2 separate regions of the Sus scrofa genome follow, and region 1 is linked to region 2. A link is a contact called in public Hi-C data. All regions are on one chromosome and are shown on one strand. The core of a region is the stretch at or near the end of the contact, and the rest is flanking DNA. Distances in the headings are between cores, read along the strand shown.

Region 1 (5,546 bases), core at 3,005-5,504, 410 kb before region 2:
CCTGGAGATGTCTTTATTTTCCCTTTCACTTGGTCAGTCCTTTGGCTGGGTGAACAATTAGAAACTGAAAATAATTTGCCTATAGAATTGCAGACCTTTGTCCTCTAGCAGCTCATGTTGTGCTGTTACTCTGTCCAGAATTCCAACTCTCATTTTTTCAACCCTAATTTTTTTTTCCCTCCACAAGTTTTTAGTGTCTTTAGGTTTTTAGAGTTTTTGGCTCAGGTGCTCCAAACTTTTATCATGATGAATCATGGCATGGGTTTTTTTTTCACTCATTTCTTCAAAAGACCCTGAGCTGGTCATTTCAAAGTAAGGGGTTTCTGTTCTTCACTTCTGCTAATTTTTCTTGCATTAATTTTGAATAACTTATTCTGTGCTGGTTTTTTGAAATAGATGTTAGATGTCTCAGACCAATCCTCTGTCTTTTAGGTTTTCTCTGCTCATTTCCATCTCTTCAATTTCTGTTTGATTTGCTCAATTTTTATTTTCCATTGAAGGGTTTTCTTTTTCTCTGAATTTCTACCACGTTTTCGTTTCCATGAGGCCTTTTAGAAAACTGCATCCCGTTCCTATATCATAAGATGTATATTTTATCTTTCTGAGGATATTAAGTATTGTTCTTCTTGTTTGTTTGTTTCATGGGGGTTTAGTGCAGTCTTTCAAATTGGAGGTCTTTCTCAGAGGTTTGGTGATTCTTGACTCTCTGTTCACATTTAAGAGACAGACACTAAAACACAGAGGAAGCCCTGTGCATTGGTTAGGGCTCCCTAAGGAGGGGTTCCTCCTTTGATTGGGTAGGGAGTCAAATTTCATTGGAGGAACTCGGGCCTTGCTGACCCATGTCAGTGCGCAGAGACACCCTATCTCCCCACCCAGCATTGTTCACTTCTCTGGGGCAGAAGCTTCTGGTATGTGGCTTTCTGTCAGAGGGTGAGGGAGAACTGCAGACTCTAACCATCTCCATTTTCATGTCTGAGCCTCACCCCCTGCCTCTGCCTAAGACTGGGTGCTCATTTTGGGTCTCACCCCCTTCACAGTTCTTGCAAATGGTGTGTGTGTTGTGGGGGCAGCTGCAAGGTGAGAAATCGAGGTAGGTCCCACCCACTCCTGATCTGACATTCAAACCCTCCCCAGGTCTCAGCCCCAAATCTGGCCTTGCTCCACATAAAGGAGCCAGCTCGTTTCCCACTGGGGTCCCCCTCCTGGAGGACACGTTAGCTTGTAGTTTCTCTATACACATCTATAGACCACTCCTTCGTCTGCTTGTCTTCATCTAGAGGTGGTGAAATCTTTGGTCTACCTGGCTCTCCTCTCCTGCTCCCCTTTTGGGATCTTCTCTCTTTCTCTTTCCCTCTCTCTCTTTTTTTTTTTTTTTTTTTTTGGCTTTTGTCTTTTTAGGGCCGTACCCACAGCAGATGGAGGTTCCCAGGCTAGGGGTGGAATCAGAGCTACAGCTGCCGACATAGCCAGAGCCACAGCAATGCAGGATCCGAGTTGCGTCTGCGACCCACACCACAGCTCACAACAACACTGGATCCTTAACCGACTGAGCAAGGCCAGGGATCCAACCTGTGTCCTCATGGACGCTAGTCAGATTCATTTCTGCTGAGCCACGACGGGAACTCCAGGGATCTTATCTCTTTACGTCTTTAATGTCTCTAACCTATTTATTATTTAAGTAGGTCTTTAGAGAGAAAAAGGTAATTGTCATCTTAGACTGGATTACTTTCCAACTCTCTCAGGTTCCTGGCACATTGTGGAGGGTAGTTTGGGCCTTGTGTCCTGGAAGGCTTACAGATCTCCTCTTTAGACTAAGCTTGAGATGATGGCCTGAAACCCAGCCAGCTCCCCCGCTGTGTTAGTGTGGTAGTGGCGCTACTGAAGAGGACCACATTGATTGTGCATCATGAGCCACAACTGTACCGGGTGCTATGTTCTCTCGTTGGCATTCTCAACTTTCTCCTCTGCAGATGATGAAAGAGGTTCAGAATGGTTAAAACAAACAAACAAACAAAAACTTGTAGACTCACACAAGTGGCTGAGAAAGAATTTAAATACAACCATCTTTTTTTTTTTTTTTTGTCTTTTTGCCTTTTCTAGGGCCACTCCCGCGGCATATGGAGGTTCCCAAGCTAGGGGTCCAATCGGAACTCCGTCTTTCTTGATAATAATAATAACAACAATAACAACAGTAACGATGGCTGCTAACATTTATTGAGGATTTACCCTGTACCAATCACGAGAGTGCAAACACCTGCTCCTGGTTTGCCTGGTGGTTTGCGGGGCACAGAGGCATCAATGGTGACGGATAAAAAGAACTCTTGTGTAACTAAAGTGTCCCTGTTTTGTAAAAGCAGTATTTTTTGCCCCTAAATGATCTGGAAACAGCCTTTCTTTTGTTATACATGATTGTATCCACTTTTCCTATGTTCGCATGGCTCGGTGAATTTCTTATAGAAAGTCCTCTCTTTTGACTCCAATTTGAGTCAAAAAGTGATTCCAACTTCCAGCTGGAAAAGGGGATTCCAATTTCCCAATAAAAGGGGCTTCTCTACAGCCAAACCGTCACCTACATACCATCTAGTACACACGATTCTTCGGTCTTTCCAAGTGGACATCCAGGCTCTTTCCTGCTTCTGTGGCTCTATGTGGCTGCCAGGTGGGCGGATTGGGACTGAGGCTTCATCATTTGTCATTTGCTGGCGTGACCTGTGTGTGACCTATGACATAGTAGGTCTTCCCTTATTTGGAGGCAGTTGTTACATTAATAAAGGGGTCAAGAGCTTGGGCACTGGAGCCACAAGCCCAGGTGTGAATCCAAGTTTTGCTTTGTGTTCTGTTCTTCTCAACTTTTTGGACTTGAGCAAGTGACCTGACATCTCTGTATCCGTTTCCTCATCGGTATAGTAGAACCAATCATGATATATCATGGGATATTTGAGAAGATTAAATGAATTATAAAAGATTTAAAATACCAGTCACCATGCTAAGTTATAATCATGGCACAATAGCAGCAATAACCATATTAGCGGTAATGTGTGCACCCTGCTAATGAACGCTTCCTTTGTGCCAGGCAGGATGCAGAGGGCTCCGTATACTGCGTCTCGTGCAATCCTCAAGGCACGTGACCCATTTACTGATGAGGGGATTCCGGTTGGGAGAGCAGGGGGGGATCTTTCCTGAAACTGAATGAAGCTGAGCTTCAGGGCCCCCCCTTTGACAGGTCCCTGCGAGAGCTGGCGCGCTCGGAGGTACGGGGGAGGAGAAGCAGGTTGCAGTCAGGCAGTCCTATCAGGCAGTTCTGGTAATTGCCTAAGAGATCTCAGAAAAAAGGGATCTGCGTTACCAAGTCCTCGGTGAGTTGGTATAATCTTTATCATTCTAAACGTTCACTTTTGGATCTAACTTCGTAAGTTTTTTCTTTTCTGTAAGAAACCCAAATTTATAGAATTCCCACTGTGGTGCAGTAGGTTAAGGATCTGGTGTCACCTCTGCAGTGGCTCGGGTCACTGCTGTGGCCCAGGTTCCAATCCTCGGCCCAGCACAGTGGGTTAAGGATCCAGCATTGATGCAGCTGTGGCGTAGGTCACAGCTGTAGCTAGGGTTTGATCCCTGGCCCGGGAACTTCCATGTGCCATGGGTGCAGCAAAAATCCCAAAACCAAAAAACAAAACTCCCCAACCCAGATCTGAGCCTTACCAGAGTTGCATGCAGTCTTCATCTCTGTGCCTCATTGTGTCCTTGCTAGATTGACGTAAGCTGTTCAAAATCGCCTTACAAATGGAGAGAATCCTCAGAATGAAAGGTGCGTGGGAGCAGCGGGCCTAGACTGTCTTGCTGACTGTGTTTGGGAAGGCACAAGGGTTTGGTGAATTCCTAACGGGATTCATCAATATAAGTTTAAAAGTCTTACAAGTAACCTACTCCTGATGGTGAATCGTGGTTTGATGTCTCTTTTATAATCTTTGAATCTCCTAGAAAAATAGTAAATTGGCAATGTATTTCTGTGCTCTATTGTATTTGAACCTTTGATTTGCAAGCACGACATAATTTTCCTTTTGCAGAGCATGACTGCTGAAGCAAAACAAAACCCCAAGATAAACAGCCTTCATAGGTTTTGCCACAATAGGTTTTCCAGGCAAAGAATGAGCCATCAAAATGTCCACTCAGTGGTTCCTTGTCCTTAAGAATCCTGGGGAGAATCAGCTCATCTGAAATAGACACTCCGCTACTATTTTTATACCCAATTGCAACCTGGGAAGTTGCCAGGCTTTCGTCTCAGCAGTGAGTCTTCCTAGGAACTGGATTTAGAATTTATTTATACTTACACTTTGGAGAAAGGTACATTCTGAGTCCTTTGAGTGCTGGGTGCTTTTCCTCTTTTTGAAGACCCTTTGAAATGACCTTTTGATATGTCTGGTCTCCTCCACCTAGAAAGAGGAGGCAGCAGAGGAACCAAGCTGGCAAGAACCCCCTGGCTTGGGCATCACTAGCACTAATGGAACGGACAATGAGAGCTTGAACAATGCCACCCCATGCTTGTTTGCAATTCAAATCGATGCCAGGCCCTCCCCGCAAAAGGGGAGCTGGGAGCAACCACTTTGGATGGAACTTAAAATCTGTCTCCCGGGCAGCAGACAACACTAAAATAAAAAGTCTGTGCACCAACTTGTGACCGTGTGGTTTCTTAACGCAGGACATTGTGTGAACACACACCCTTCACAGAGGCCGTTGCTCTCTCACTGAAGAGATAGGAAGTTTCCCTTTGGCCACAACGCTTCATATGGCTCATTCCCTTTTTTTTTTTCTTCATGGATGATGAGCTGAAAGGCTTACCGGAAATGCTATTATGCCTCACTGAGGACAAGAGGCTTATTCCCAAGTTCCAGTACATTCTTGTATATGTATGCTGTGTACACACACACACACACACACACACGCGCGCGCGCGCGCAGCCTGTCTGCATAGCACAGTGAGGCAGGGAACATTAAAACAACCTGCGACAGAAGATTTATTCAAATTCGTTCATCAGCAACACTGAATCACTTTTGCTGTGGGTCGAATCACAAGTGGAGGTTCTCCTAGAACTGCTGTCGGGGGCCCCCAAGGACCATGAGGTCGAATCCTGCTCGCTGCTGCGTCTGAGGGAGTAGAGGCGGCAATGCTAATGGATCTTACTGGGGGTGGGGGTGACGAATAGAAGGAAAATGAATAAAGCTGTGTTGAGAGAAGGCATCCCAAACAATGCACTGTGAGCCCGCTTGTGCTGTGCACAGCTGCTCGCTTCTGGTTTCTATGAACACGGAGTGTTAGGGCTTATAGGATGGAGCCGGGCAGGCGCCGCCAGGTATCCTCTCCACCTGGGTGTCTGTGTTCCACAACATGCAGAGCAGGCATCGGGAAAAAGAGTGTGGAAAACCAGGCTCGGCCCAGGTCTGTGGAAGCTGTGCTTGATCCTATTTTACTTCAGGGAAGAGAACGATACAGGTCTCTGTTGTTATTTGATCACAGCCTCCAATCAATTCAGAGCAGAAAAGAGGCTT
Region 2 (6,128 bases), core at 183-2,682:
GACTCTGTAAATGTACACTTTTTCTTCCTGATATACAGCACAGAAAATAGCAAATTAAAAACCTCCAGGAGGGGAGTTCCCATCGTGGCACAGCGGAAGCGAATCCGACTAGGAACTGTGAGGTTCGATCCCTGGCCTCGCTCAGTGGGTTAAGGATCTGGCCTTGCTGTGGAGCTGTGGTGTAGGTCACAGACGTGGCTCGGGTCCTGTGTTGCTGTGGCTGTGGCATAGGCCGGTGGCAACAGCTCCAATTAACCCCTAGCCTGGGAACCTCCACATGCTGCTGCTGTGACCATATTTAAAAAAAAAAAAAAAAGACAAGGCAAAAGACAAAAACCAAACAAACAAAAACCAAAAAAACTTCCAGGAGTTCCCTGGTTAACAATTCTAAGTTGTCGCTGCTGTGTCATGTGCTCGATCCCTGGCCCAGGAAATTTTGCAGGCCACAGGCATAGCCAAAACAAAACAATGCACCCCACCCCACCTCTGCAAAAAAACTCTCTGGATTCTTCCAGTCTGGATTTACTGCCCAGCACTTCACCTGCCTAGGCCTGGGACCCTCTGCAGGAAAGCTTCCTGGCTATAGCAGCTCACACCAAGCTCACGCCCTGTACTCTAGGAATTCTTTTGCCACACTGATTTGAAAGAGCACACAATGGGTTTTATCACCCAGTGTGTTTATTCTGTCTTTGACAGATGGCAAAATCTAAAGTAGGGACGAGATTTGGTTTTTCGTTTTTTGGGGGGTTTTTTTTTTGGTCTTTTTAGGGCTGCACCTGCAGCATATGGAAGTTCCCAGGTTAGGAGTCGAATCGGAGTTGTAGCTGCCCGCCTTCACCACAGCCACAGCAACGCTAGATCCGAGCCACATCTGCGACCTTCACCACAGCTCACGACATCGCCAGATCCTTAACCCGCTACGTGGGGTCAGGGAATCAACCCTTCCTCCTCATGGATACAAGTCGGTTTCATTACTGCCAAGACACAATGGAAACTCAAGAGATTTTTTTTTTTTTTTTTGGCTGCACCCAAGGCATGAGGGAATTCCTGGGTCAGGGATCAAATTCCAGCTGCTATTGCAGCAATGCCGGATCCTTAACCCACTGCGCCACAGTGGGAACTCCAGGAGGAGGTCTTGAGCTCCTCTTTCTCCCCTTGCACTGTCTAACATAATGCACTGGCACAGAAGGCGCTGGTAATAATATTTTACCCCTGTGTGACAGTGTTCCTTCCAGTTCCAAAACAGCTCAACTAATTATGTTCTGTGATTGAATCGTTATTTTCTTTGCTCTGAAAACAGAAGAGACATCATTCCTAGGAGGTCAGCTTGGGGTCAGAAGTGTTCAGTTTTTAAACGTTGTGTTTCAGATGCTTCACTAGATGACACTACCAGGGAGTGTCACATGAGCAAGTCCTGGTGACAGAGATTCATCCTGGGACTAATTCCAGACTCTGTTTGGCTTCTAGAGAGCCAAACCTTCAGACAGTTCTATTTATTAATTGGATTTGTCAAGGGGAGTTAATTCCTTATAAAAATACACAAGCAAGCTAGTAAAAATAACATTTAAAGAAGAAAGTTAAAAAAAATGTGAAAAGTCCAAATCGCTCAACTCAAACACAAGTTTAGAAAAATAATTCTATTAAAATTTTTCTAAGTATTTATCGGTAAAATGACTTTAAGTATTTATTCGATGTGCTTGCAGAAGAAGAGGGATATTAGGGATATTAGCTTAATCTCCTCAGAGACTAAGTTTTTTTTAACATTTTGTATAGCTTTTAATAATGAAGACTTTATATATGGTGGAAAGATGAAGCAGGGTTTCTTTTTCTTTTCTTTTCTTTTTTTTTTTTTTTTTTTTTTTTTTTTTTTTTTTTGCCAAGCCCACTGCATGCAGAAGTTGGTTCCCTGGCCAGGGATTGAATCCAAGCCACTGCAGTGACAATGCCAGATCCTTAACCTTTGGAGTCACCAGGGAACTCCAAAGCAGGGTTTCTTAATAGTGAATCTCCAAAAATCTTAAGCAAATTTTATATGCATGTCTTTTTTTCTGGAGAAAATCGAAAGCTTTATTTGGATTCTCAGAAGGGGTTGTTAATCAAAAGAGATTTAAAAACACAGGTAATCTTGTTACCCACTACTTTTAAATTTAATAGAAGATCAAGTTCCCGTTATGGCTCAGCAGTAACGAACCCGACTAGTATCCGTGAGGACTTGGGTTCCATCCCTGTCCTCGCTCAGTGGGTTAAGGATCCAGCGTTGCTGTGAGCTCTGGTGTAGGTCACAGATGCAGCTCAGATCCCGCATTGCTGTGGCTGTGGTGTAGCCTGGCAGCTGCAGCTCCGATTTGACCCCTAGTCTGGGAACTTCCATATGTTGTGGGAGCGGCCCTAAAAAGACAAAAATAAAAAATAAAAAAAGCTAAAAAATCCAAGCACACACATGTAATAGGAGAGATGTAGATTCTTTCAAATTACTATTATTTGAAGTATGTCTCATATTTCAATGCATTTTTCACTAATTTCAAAATAAACAACTCCAAAAAAATGTGCCTTTAACAATTTCAAAATTGAGAGAAGAAAACCCAAAACCCACCGGTAGTACGGCTGGCTTATATAAAGATCCCATTGCCCTGTGGAACTTGACAAGGATTTCTAGAGCTGCTCTTGAGAGCTTTGAACATCTGGAGCCCTCACAGGAGTGGGCTGCTAAGTCATTAAAAAGTGTTCCCTTTTTCATTTGCCTGATTAGCAACACAGTATCATCTCCCTGAGGTCTCACAAAACCCTCTACAATTCCTTGCCCAGTTCCCACACAGTGAAACCATTCTCTGGGCAGTTAATTAGGAGCCCTGCCTTTCCTAGATGCAGAAGTTTTTGAACTGATGAGCACAGTACACACATTATTGAAATTAAAAAAAAAAAAAAACAGTTGCCTGAGCTTGTGGGAAAGGCTCTTACAGAAAATAAAAATCAAAGGCATCATTTTCTAACTAGCGGCATTAAGTGAGATAAAGTTCGTTTTTAAGAAGTCTGGCTTCTCTTTAATTAGATAAGGCGGAGGTGGAGAAGAAAAACAGGTTTTCAGTGAATAATTTTAAAGACTTCTGCTCCCGTTAATGACTTTATCACAAAGCAGTGAAAGACACTCCAGCTGCGAACAGTGGTCAACTTAAGTGCCAACAGAATTTGGAGGGGACAGTGAACAGTTCTAAAAATATATATTCTGTCTTCTGTTCTAAGGATAGCTGCAGAATGTGATTAAAACACCAAAGAAATGATCCAAGATAAAAAAAATTAGAGAACGAATTTTATCTGCTGTGCTTTACGTGTCCTAAAATATATTTTCCTCTTCCTTCTCGAGCCCCGGCCTTTGACAAAGAACAACACGGCTTGTTACTATATCAGATCAAGGGGGGAAAAAAAAGAGGGGGATATTTTTTATTAGACAGTCATTTGTTTTTAAACATTTATTTTGCCTTTTTGTCATGTTTTTTTCCTTCCAAAAGGTGTTTTCAAATCCTCCTTTTGAGGCTTGACCCTTTCAATACATAGCATTCACGTGGATTATCCACCTTTTCCCAATAATATTGAAAATGTTTTATTCCAAGGAGGATGGTAATTTCCAATGAAGACATTTGAGAGCATTGAACTAACATAATTCAAGCTGCCCCCGAAAAAAACCACACCTCAAAACAAAGCATGAGGAGAACCCTGGTTATTACTCAATTATTGTGCTTCCTTACAGTAGTCAGAATATTTGTAGAGAAGCATCAGGGAGGGAATCAAGGATGTTAACGTGGGGAGTTCCCTTCGTGGCTCAGCAGTTGATGAACCTGGCCAGGATACATGAGGACTCAGGTTCAGCCCCTAGTCTTACTCAGAAGGTTAAGGATCCAGCATTTCCATGAGCTGTGGTATAGGTCGCAGATGTGGCTTGAATCTGGAGTTGCTGTGGCTGTGGTGTAGGCCTGCAGCTGTGGCTCCGATTCACTCCTTAGCCTGGGAACCTCCATATGCCATGGGTTTGGCCCTAAAAAGACACACACGAAAAAGAATGTTAATATGATTCTTCAGTAACCTACATGGGAGAGAATCTGAAACAGAATGGATCTGTGTATGTAGATATAACTGAATCACATTGTTATAAAGCAGAAATTAATACAGCATTATAAATCAACTATAATACAATTTTTAAAAATAAAAAAGGAATGTTAATATGAGATTGTCGAAATCTATTTACTTTTCTTTTCTTTTTTTTTGGTAGCCGAAGCCACGCATGCGGAAGTTCCCAGGCCCAGGAATCGAACCTGTGCCACAGCAGTGACCGAAGCCACAGCAGTGACAACACCGGCTCCTTAACCCACTAGGACACCAGAGGGCTCTGAAATGTACTCTCTCGTTTTGCAGACTTGTATCTTACAGGATGATCTTTTCTGCTTGTTCCACAAGCATGTTCTTTCCTTCCAGGTTATGCTTTACATTAGTGTAAAGGAAATGCTTTCAGAGTTCCTGTCACGGCTCAGTGGTTAACGAATCTGACTAGGAACCATGAGGTTGTGGGTTCAATCCCTGGCCTTGCTCAGTGGGTTAAGGATCTGGCGTTGCCATGAGCTGTGGTGTAGGTCGCAGACATAGCTCGGATCCCGTGTTGCTGTAGCTCTGGTGTAGGCCGGCGGCTGCAGCTCTGATTAGACCCCTAGCCTGGGAACCTCCATATGCCAGCGGGAGCGGCCCAAGAAATGGCAAAAAAAAAAAAAAAAAAAAAAAAAAAAGGAAATGCTTTCATCACTGTGGGGAGAGCATGTTGGGAGGAGGGTGACAGTTGATAGGGATCTTCAATGAGCTCAGTTTAGGTCTGATTTCAGAAATGGGGAGATTTTTCTCCCTCGCTGCCGCCACCATCTCAGAGGTGTTCAAGGCTCACCCACCCCACCTTGGGCCATTGAAAGGTAAGTTGCTCACCCGGGGAAGAGGACAAGCTCTGCTGAGTGCTGGGGGCTGAGACCGGCATGATTTCAGCAAGGTGCTCACCACAGCACTGGCTGCTGTGAAAGGAAGACGTCCCTGGACGCTCTGAGGACAGAGGGTCGATGACGCACGGCTCAGGCTCAGGCAATGGCCACTGCCCGTTTCAGGGCCACCGGGCCATCTGCAGAGCCAACTCAGCTCCCGGAGCTCCTCGACCTCCAAACAATGTCCCTCTCAGTGGCCTTGGCTGTAATCGTCAGGGCCTTTCTTTTCTCCCTGTGCCTGGAGGAAGTTTTTTTTTTTCATCTGGAGACTTGAGCATTCCTCAAGCTCTCCTTTCTCTCTAATATTTTTGCCAGTGTTTTGAGTCCCATTATTCTGCATGGTTCAGGCTTTGGAAAACCAAGATGGGAAGACTTCTTTTCCTCCTCCCCCCCACCCCCCCCACCCCCCAGTAAATAAGAGAGCTAATGCTTCCCCGGGCCCGACTGTAGACTCATCCTTGCAAGGCCTGGCCTCTACCTGCCTCATCATACCTTTCCTCACGTGAGATGCTTCCCTCCGATTCTTTAACCCATCCAGCTCTTTGCCTCCCAGAGCTTTTGCTCAGAATGTCTTCTTTCATCTCCTTCACCTTAATGGCCCTTATGTATCAGTCAAATCTTCTGACACTTCTCAGTGACTTTCTTCCTGACCTTGAGATTAGGTCAAGCTCCCATATTCTATGATTTTATAGAAGCAGCTGCTACTCCTTCAAAGTATTTAGCATAGTTGTAGTTTCATATTTGTTTGTGTCATTATTGAGGACTCTGCTTCTCCTACTCGTCTGCCAATTCCACGATGGCAGGGATTTTTTTTTTCACTTTCACTGATAAACCCACAGTGCCCAGCATAATTAATAAGTGTGGTAGGCTCTTCTGAAATGGTCATTTTTTTTCCACATTATAATCTTTTACAATTACTAGGCTTGAGTCAAATCTATTTCGAAAACTCTCTGAGTAACTAAATAAGTCCAGTATCCATCTGGACTTCCTAGGATTTTGTATGATCTCTCTAACAGAATAATTGAATATGGCAGGTAATGGTCACATTTGGTCGGGGGCAGAGGGGGGAAGACTCAAAGTTGAAATTCCACACCCTAAGTATAAGTGGATGTTGTA

What was found. A called contact is a pair of places that touch in the nucleus more often than the background predicts.
Region 1: a contact with region 2 is called in a Hi-C map of skeletal muscle, with 7 times the contacts expected there. The contact joins two enhancer-like sites. A contact is called at or near these places in 2 of 47 Hi-C or Micro-C datasets (epiblast stem cells and skeletal muscle).

Annotation. Positions count from the first base shown.
Region 1 is chr8:76,701,904-76,707,449 of Sscrofa11.1, reverse strand. It overlaps LOC110262138 (a long non-coding RNA gene), which reads left to right. Exons shown (of 5, transcript XR_002346732.1): 3 at 3,227-3,359; 4 at 3,752-3,808; 5 at 4,068-4,671. Among named protein-coding and RNA genes, the nearest start is that of FBXW7, 220 kb to the right of the region's middle. Within about 2 kb of position 4,254, at least 6 of the 83 cell types and tissues checked have an H3K27ac peak or open chromatin away from gene starts, as enhancers often do. A contact at or near this core is called in skeletal muscle, where this site is marked.
Region 2 is chr8:76,288,370-76,294,497 of Sscrofa11.1, reverse strand. No RefSeq gene overlaps it. Among named protein-coding and RNA genes, the nearest start is that of TIGD4, 12 kb to the right of the region's middle. Within about 2 kb of position 1,432, at least 4 of the 83 cell types and tissues checked have an H3K27ac peak or open chromatin away from gene starts, as enhancers often do. A contact at or near this core is called in skeletal muscle, where this site is marked.